Regions from separate parts of the Mus musculus genome. Here regions 1 and 2 are each linked to region 3. A link is a contact called in public promoter capture Hi-C and targeted proximity ligation data. All regions are on one chromosome and are shown on one strand. The core of a region is the stretch at or near the end of the contact, and the rest is flanking DNA. Distances in the headings are between cores, read along the strand shown.

Region 1 (2,700 bases), core at 102-2,601, 1.4 Mb before region 3:
CCAGCACGGTCTATTGCCACTAGGTGGTTAGTGATGCCCTTCTGCCAGGTTTCTAAGGTGATGCCTGGATAGAAGGGAACCCCTCCAAAACTCTGCACCCTGGAGTTGGTCCTGTTCGACAGGTAGTCCTTCGTCAAACTGGTCTGAGAAATGTAGTCTGTTTCAACTTTGAAGTTCACAATGTTTAAGAAGGCAATCCCTGCAGAAGCGGTCACGGTGTTCTGGCTATTCTGGTTGTCCAGAAGGAAGGAGGACCTTACGTGATCCTCCTGAACCAGTGCAGCCCCAGCATCCACACTAGTGATTACGTGTGTGCCATAGTTGAGGATCAAGAGCTCTGCCAGGTAGGTGGCCATCTTCGTCTGGTTTTTCTCTAGTTGGTCACAGATGTCCATAAGTGCCTTCGTAAACCCCAAGCTGAGCTCTGAAGTTGGGGTGGTTTTCACTGTGTAGATCCGGTTTCTTACCTGAACCCTGGTAGTCACAGCTTGGTCCTTTACTTGAAGGGTCTTCATCCTTTGGAACTCAGTAGAGAACTTGCCGTTGACTCTGGAGAAAAGGGCGAGTTCTGTGTTGATAGAAAGTGAGGTGGTACTCTGGTAATTCATCCAGGACTCCAGGACTTCTGAGTTCATCTCCAGGTTGCTCTCTTTCTGAGGAATAGTATACACTTCATCGGGGATGATGTACTGCCCATCTTCTGTGGTCTTACAGTTGGTGTATGTCAAGTCCATCACCCGTCCCATGTCTACATTTCTCAGATTATCCCAGCCTCCTCCTGGTAGGACCTCCAAGACAGGTAGTTTCAGGGCATTCTTGCATATTTGAAATCCAGTGGTACCCGTTTCTCCAAGAGGCTTGTCTGCTTCAGCACACGCTATTATCATCCAGATGAGGACCAAGGCCATGAAGCTGTTCATGGCGCAGATGGTTTTGGCCATATACCAGCCCTAAGCATTCACCAACAAGACTGGGGCAAACAGAAGGATGGAAAAGAAAGCGGTTGTTGAAACAGAAAATTCTACAGTTCTCCTAAAACCATCAGTTCCTCTTTATGCTGCTCCAATTGCAAAACAGAGAAGTGAAAGCTGGTTGGAATATTAGAGACCATTAGTACCTTGTAAAAATTATTCTACTCTGGATATGCAAAGATACACTCTTCAATCCCCCCCCCCCCACACACACCCTATGTCCCTCACCCTGCCTTTCTTCTACACAGGGGTTTGGCACCCAGTAAAAGTGTGGATTCAACAACTTACCTCTGTCAGAAGGCTCTGTCTGGCTTTTGTTTCACTCTCTTTGACTTCAAAACCTGCCTTTCTCTTCTTTTGTGAAATCACAGTATTAGTTTCTTTTTACTGGAAACGCAGGAGTTAGTAGCAACCTTGTGCTTATTTACATACCCCGCCTCCAGGCTACTCTGTGTCAAGGACAAATCTTAGATGTCTCATTGGTACACTGAAGTTGGGGCCTGCCCCCTGAGAACAAAAGTGTAAAATAATAAATAAATAAATAAATAGATAACCTCAGATGCATGCTTTGTGAGGTCTCATTGTTACAAACTCAAACAGTCCTATTTTGGAGATAGACTTATCTAGGGCTGAACTGCTCAGGAAAGCATTCCGTTTGCTGGGAACCCTCACCCTGAATTGTTCTGGGCATCCTGGGTGAGGGTGAGGGCTTCCACGCTGTTCTGTTTTTCTCCGTTCAGAGAGAAATATTCAAGAGAAGACAAAAGCCACACTACAAATTTGCAAAGTTTGGTTTACTCAAAGCATACAAACGGCCCAGGAGCATCCGTGCTTGTGTCCACACATTTGTCTGATCGTCTCCATGTGTGCAATTTTTAAACTAAGCAGCAACTGACCACACGTTTAACTTTTTCATCCAAAAACTTTTTTGTCAGCAAAGACAGCAAAAAAGGAAACATGCTCTTTATTACATGGGTTAAAAGTACTAAAATTCATTTCTTCTATTGTCAGGAAAACATAATGAGCACTCTTTTCTCAACACCCACCTCTTCTTTTTGTCTAGCAGTGATACTAGCTCCTTTAGATTTGTGATTCAGAGAGGAGTAGTCTGTGCTAGCGATCAAGTATCAGAATTAAGGGAGGCTTAGGTGAATTACACAGTTGTAACACCTGGAGTGTCTTGGTTCATTTAGCAGCAGCCAGGAACTCTATAGCAGATAATAAATCTTCACACAGCACCCTCATAGCACCCCAGATCATTTTAGGAGCAAGATGCAGGGCTAAGACTTTAAAAGCAGAAACATGTTTCAGCCGTGGGTGAAGACTACCACCTGTGTATAGGCTGTGAAGATCTTAACGAACTAAATTATCTCAGGTTGTCATTGAGGAAGCAACAAAGCATTTTTGAAGGACTTGAGCTTCCCTAGCCATGATCCAGGCTCCAGTGGTGTTCTGTAAATCCATAAAAGCCTTAGCATGGTTCTATTCATGCCAAGGTGTTTGGGGAAACTGACTCACACCAGCCTCCAATGAGGAATGAGTTTGTGAACGATGTCCAAGCTATACCAAGTTGGAGAACCCAGCCGAGTCACTGCAGAGGGTGCTCTAGTTCATATATAAGCAGGGTTATGTATTTATACCTCAGGAGACAGCACCTAGAGTTTAAAAGCTGAGACTTGAACGCCCTTGAGTGCTTGCAATAACTCAGTAAGTGCACTCTTCTATTTTA
Region 2 (2,700 bases), core at 163-2,662, 1.5 Mb before region 3:
CTTTATAGGCTAGGCTCCACATGTGAGAGATGTGCTGTCTGTCTAAATCTGGAGGGTTTTTTTTTCTAATTCCCATATTCATTCATTTTTCTGTAAGTTATGTGATTTCATTTTTCTTTACAGCTGAATAAATACCATTTATATATGTGCCACGTTTTCCTTATCCATTCATCTGTTGGCTCCATTTGGGCTGGTTCCATTTCTTTGCTATTTTGAATAGAAAACCAATAAATGTGGATGTGCAGGTATCTCTGTGGTAGAATACACACACACACACACACACACACTCACACACACACACATACACACACTCACACACTCAGAAGTATATCTGGATCATAGGGAAGTTCTGTTTTTTTAATTTTTAGAAATGTATACTAATTTATATAATGGCTGTACTAGGTTACATTACCTCAACAGCACTGCTGTCTCTTTTCTTTATCTTAGTAATTGTCACTAGGGGAAGATGGAATCCAAAACGTAGCTTCAATTTTCACTCAGCTGGTAACTAAGAATGCTGAACGCCTTTTTAATCTCTGGTGTCCATATGTGGTCCTACTTTTGCGAACGGTATCTTCCATTCATTGGCTGATTTATTGACTAGCTATTTTGAAGTTTAATTACTGCAGTTCTTTATATATTCTAGACGCCCAGCCCCTGTCTGAGGCATAGCTGGCAAAGACATTCTCCACTCTGCAGGCTGTTGGAGAATGTTGCAGAATGTTCACTCTGTCCTGTCCTCTGTGGACAAAGGGAGGAGCCTCTCTGCCAGGCATTCCGGAGCCCAGTCCTCCGGTTCTTCTCTCCACCACATCCAGATGCTCCAGCTCTGGAATCCCTGGCTCCAATCTCTCTTCCCAGTAATTTTCCAGCACTTTTCACACACTAGACTGTAACTAGACACTGAGGAACCCTACGGCTTCCCAAATCTTACATCCAGGAGTTGTCAGTGGGAAGGGGGGGTCCATAGAAGAGGGCCAGATTCAGCCAGGTTGAAGGGAGGGGGAGGTGTACGGCAGCCCCAAAGGTGCTTGAGGCAAAGCAAAGTCAGCTGAGGTGTGAGCAGTAAAAGGGCTCCAGCAGTATCTTGCTGAAGACCCCGCATTCCTTGGGAACTGCAAAGTCCTAGAATTCCTGCACTAAGGGCCAGTAGGGGCTGGGGGTGGCGATGGGGGCATAAAGGGGTCTCCTGCAGCTAGGCCGAAGCTGGGTTTGTATAATCAAGACAATTTAAACTACTTGCCAGGACAAATACTTGAAGGTGGTCTTGGAATCCTGTGAGGATCTAAGGAAGGGAAACACCTGCCCTCAACACCTATCACGTGAGGACATCAGTAAGCAAAGCTAGTCACTGGGTGAGTCAGTGGACAGACCAGGGATTTGGATGGCTCACCCGTGTCTTGGCGGAACTGGTTCATGGACTGCAGGTCGATGATGTAGGGGGCAATCTGTCTCTCCACCTAGCCCAACACCACGCTGGCCCCGCGCGTGGACCAGCGCAGCACCGCCTTGAAGTGGTGTTTCACAGCAGGGCTGTAGGGACACCAGCCGCCATGATCGGTCAGCCATTCCTACACCACTAGGGTCCAAGGCTGAGGTCTGGAGCATGAAGTGCCCTGAGATGCTCCCTTCCCCGTCCTTGCACACCCGGCCTCGGGCGCCACCGCCTCCCGGGAAGCCTCAGCTGTGGTTCATGGGGGAGTCTGCAGTCGCTTAGGCACCGGGACGCGGACCCGTAGCTGCCCGCCTCCAACTGTGCTCCACCGCCCCTGTCGCTGCCGCTGCTCCGAGGGGTCCAGCGGCTTCATGCAAAAAACCTGACCCTGCACATTCGCCGCCCGCCTTGCAAAGCCACCCAGGGCGCACGGCCCAAGCGCGACGCAGCACCCGCCTCGCACCAGTTGAGCCTCGCTGGAGTTGCATGGTCACGCCCTCCGTCCTCTCTCCGCTGGGAGCCAGGCAACGGCGGTGGCACAGCTCCCTCCCTGGGGCTCCGCTCAGAGGCTTCCAGGTGTCTCCCCTCCCCGGAAGAACGCCAAGGTGAGCTCACGCCCGCGGATACTTCCCGGGTCCCCGGGTGTCCAAAAGCTCGCTTGCCATCCCGGTCCCAGGGGCCAACGCGGGGACTGAGGTTTGCAGCCACTAACTTCCTGTCTGTTTTCAGCTCAGCGCTGGCTGTATCCGCGGCCAGAGCTCCTACACTTGAGTCTCACCAGGGCTTTTGCTCGCACTGACATACACACACTGACGAACACACGCACGCTCAGCCCCACGCCTTCTTCTTCTGGCCTGCTATTACCTCATCCAGGCCTGAATCCTGGAGGTGTGTCAGATATGCAGAAGCCACGCCCTCTGTCAGTTTGCACCAGCATCTTAGAGCTTTCATGCTCTCTGCTGGTCAAACGTCACAGTTGTGACCACTGAAAGTCAGTGCCAAGGGATGCATGCGTTTATGGTATAAACTTTATGCTGTCTATGTAGAAATCAGAGCAGGCTGAAATATTGTACTGCCTTTTGAAAGTCAATATGAAACAAAGAAATAGACTCTTATACTCTGTACCCATTGGATGTTGTATATGTACATACATAAAATGGGTTTAATTAGAACTACCCCCAGACACTAATGACTATCAAATAAAAAGCCTAGTGCCAGGTGTGGGGCCAGGTGTGGGTTACCTTTTAAAGCTGCCCCACACAACC
Region 3 (2,700 bases), core at 26-2,525:
GTTCCTTGAGTTAGAATACACTCACCCTCTCAGAGCCCTAGGACACAGAGAATGGGTCTCCATTCTGGAGCCTCACAACCCAGTCTAAAAGCCCTTCACTCCTCCTCCTCAGAGGCAAGGGACCAAGATCAATGTTGAGTGACAGCTCTCTTGACCTGCCAGTCAACTTGATAACCTCCACCTATCTTCATTGTTGTGTTTTGTTTTGTTTTTTATTGCTCTGAAGAGACATATGACCAAGGCCACTGATTTTAATTAATTAACTTATTTATTAATTAATTAATTTGGAGGCCCACAGTTTCAGAGAGTTACAGTCTGCAATCATCATAATGGGAAGCAGGGCATCAAGCAGGCCGGCATGGCACTGGAGCGGTAGTTAAGAGTGTACTTCCTGCGGAGGAAGAAGAGAGGGGATCGGGGGAAGGGAGAGAGGGAATAAGAGAGAGAATGTGCACAGTGGGACACACCTCCTCCAGCAAAGCTACACCCCCTAATTCTTCCCAAACAGTTCCCAACCAGGAACCAAGCTTTTAATTTATGAGGTGGGGGGGTCTCACTCAAAGGACCACACCCTATGGAGAGCGGGGCCTTCTGTCTCTGCTGGGGATTGCCTCCTCTTCCTTATATTTCCATGTCACCTCTATTACTCCCAATCTGACCAGTCAGCTGGCTGTGCCAGCAGTGACTGCTTCCCTGTCACTACACAAGATCTTTCACAGACACTCTATGGGCTTTTTAGCAACGATAACAAGGTGGCACCAACAGGAGAGCTCATTAAACCTATTGTCCCTTGGTTCTGGAGGCAGGAAGTCTGAGTTCAGGGTGTCAGCAAGGCTCCATCCTTCAGGAGGACTGGGAGGAGAGTCTCCTCCAGGCTTCTCCTAGCCTCTGGCTTCTGGCAGTATAATAGTGAACTCTCCTTGTATTCACATCTGCTAATTCTTTAACCTACAACCCACGATGAAAATGCAAACACAGGAGATACACGCTTGAGTGTAATCCTGTGTCCTGCCTGAAACCACATCCTAGAGAGCCCTGAAGAATATCCACTGACCCATGTACTTGTGTTACTCTTACCAAAAAAAAAAAAAAAAAAAAATCAGCATTTGCTTTAAATCATTGAAATATCATATTATGTCTGCTTATTTCCATAGCCAAGGATGAAGCAGTTGTCTCAGGCAACACTGTACTGTGTTCCAAGCAAGGAATTTCCCAAGTGGGAAAAGGCTCTTGGGCTGTGTTTGCAGATCTTCCTGTTTGTTTGTGGGATAGGCCAACTAATTGTGTAAACTTCTCTCAGACTCGGGGTTTTTCAGTCCACTCCTGTTTAGCAAATAGTGCCCCAAAGCAATTCAAAGGGAAAGTGAAACTGACATTCTCAAACTTTATATAAAAAACCAAAGAGAAGATCAGCAGGAGTCTAGCAGACAACCTGAGCTGCAAGATGTCTCCCGTAAGTACCTCTTGATCTGTAAGGGGAAATCTATAGTGGGTAAGAAGGCCCATGGAAGGCCTCATCCCAGCTTACTGGAGAGAATGAGTGTCACCTTCTGTCTTTGAAAGCTTGCATTTAGTTTGTTATTATTTCTAAGTCTGTTTTTCCAGGAAGATATAGTTCTTGTGGGGTGGGTATCTCCTGTCTGACACCACAGAACTCAATTCTAAGCCTGGGATGTAGAGAGGAGACAGCACTAGGTAGGCATATGAAGGGCCAGCCAGGCGCTGCGGGAAATACACACACACACACACACACACACACACACACACACACACGCACACGGAAATATCTGGAAAGGACAAAGCAAAGGACTTAAGCGTAAGTTTCTCCTGGGTCCTCCTGTGTAAGTTCTTTCTGATTTTCTCCTCAGTTGTGGATCACTTCACTGACTTTTTCTCAACGTGCAGAGGCCTTAATTCCTTCCCCTTTTAAAATAGCTCTGTTCCAGCCCAGCAGACTTTTTAATGATCTAGCTTTCTCTAAAAGCTCAGAACAATGGCAGGAGTCTGTACCCTCTTCTGAAGATGAGGCACCCTGTATGTAGTTAGAATCTTCCTCTGCCCTAGAAAAAAACATTTGATACAGGCCCTGCTCTCTCCATGTTAGCTTTGCCTTCCCCCTCTAGCCTTTAACCATCTCACTTTTCTGACTGTTCTTGTCCATGACCTCACATCCTACTCTTACCCAGAGGAGCCTCTCTGTTTTGCTCCAGACTGCACCTAGAATTGTCAGGGTCAGAGTCCAGGCTCAAGCAATCCAGATTCATCTACCCAGTCCTTAATGGGCCAACTAAACAAATAAGAGTGGAAGGTAGAAAAAAATGAATTCATTGTGACTTCATTGAGAAGCAGAGCAAAGGGGTCCAGTGACTTGGCCCCACCTGGGCTTATCACTCAGTTTCTAACATGGAGTTTAAATAAAGAGCCAGAGGTATGCAAAGCGAAGAATTTCTTTTTTTTTTTTTTAATTTTTATTTTATTTTAATTAGGTATTTTCTTCATTTACACTTCCAATGCTATTCCAAAAGTCCCCCATACCCTCCCCCCCACACTCCCCTACCCACCCACTCCCTCTTCTTGGCCCTGGCGTTCCCCTGCACTGAGGCATATGAAGTTTGCAAGACCAATGGGCCTCTCTTTCTACTGATGGCCGACTAGGCCATCTTCTGATGCATATGCAGCTAGAGACATGAGCTCCGGGGG

What was found. Promoter capture Hi-C pulls out the DNA fragments that hold promoters and counts their contacts.
Region 1: a targeted proximity ligation map of bone marrow-derived dendritic cells shows a contact between it and region 3, with 4 times the contacts expected there. A contact is called at or near these places in 1 of 39 promoter capture datasets (liver) and 2 of 130 datasets of targeted methods (bone marrow-derived dendritic cells and pancreatic cancer cells).
Region 2: a promoter capture Hi-C map of liver shows a contact between it and region 3. A contact is called at or near these places in 2 of 39 promoter capture datasets (both in liver).

The regions. Positions count from the first base shown.
Region 1 is chr19:12,459,421-12,462,120 of GRCm38.p6, reverse strand. Mpeg1 (macrophage expressed gene 1) reads right to left here and starts at 1,351. Exons shown (of 2, transcript NM_001374668.1): 1 at 1,260-1,351; 2 at 1-970. The coding sequence starts at 920.
Region 2 is chr19:12,595,278-12,597,977 of GRCm38.p6, reverse strand. It overlaps A330040F15Rik (RIKEN cDNA A330040F15 gene), which reads left to right and starts at 1,412. Exons shown (of 2, transcript NR_015503.1): 1 at 1,412-2,040.
Region 3 is chr19:11,049,141-11,051,840 of GRCm38.p6, reverse strand. AW112010 (expressed sequence AW112010) reads left to right here and starts at 1,275. Exons shown (of 3, transcript NR_102366.1): 1 at 1,275-1,453.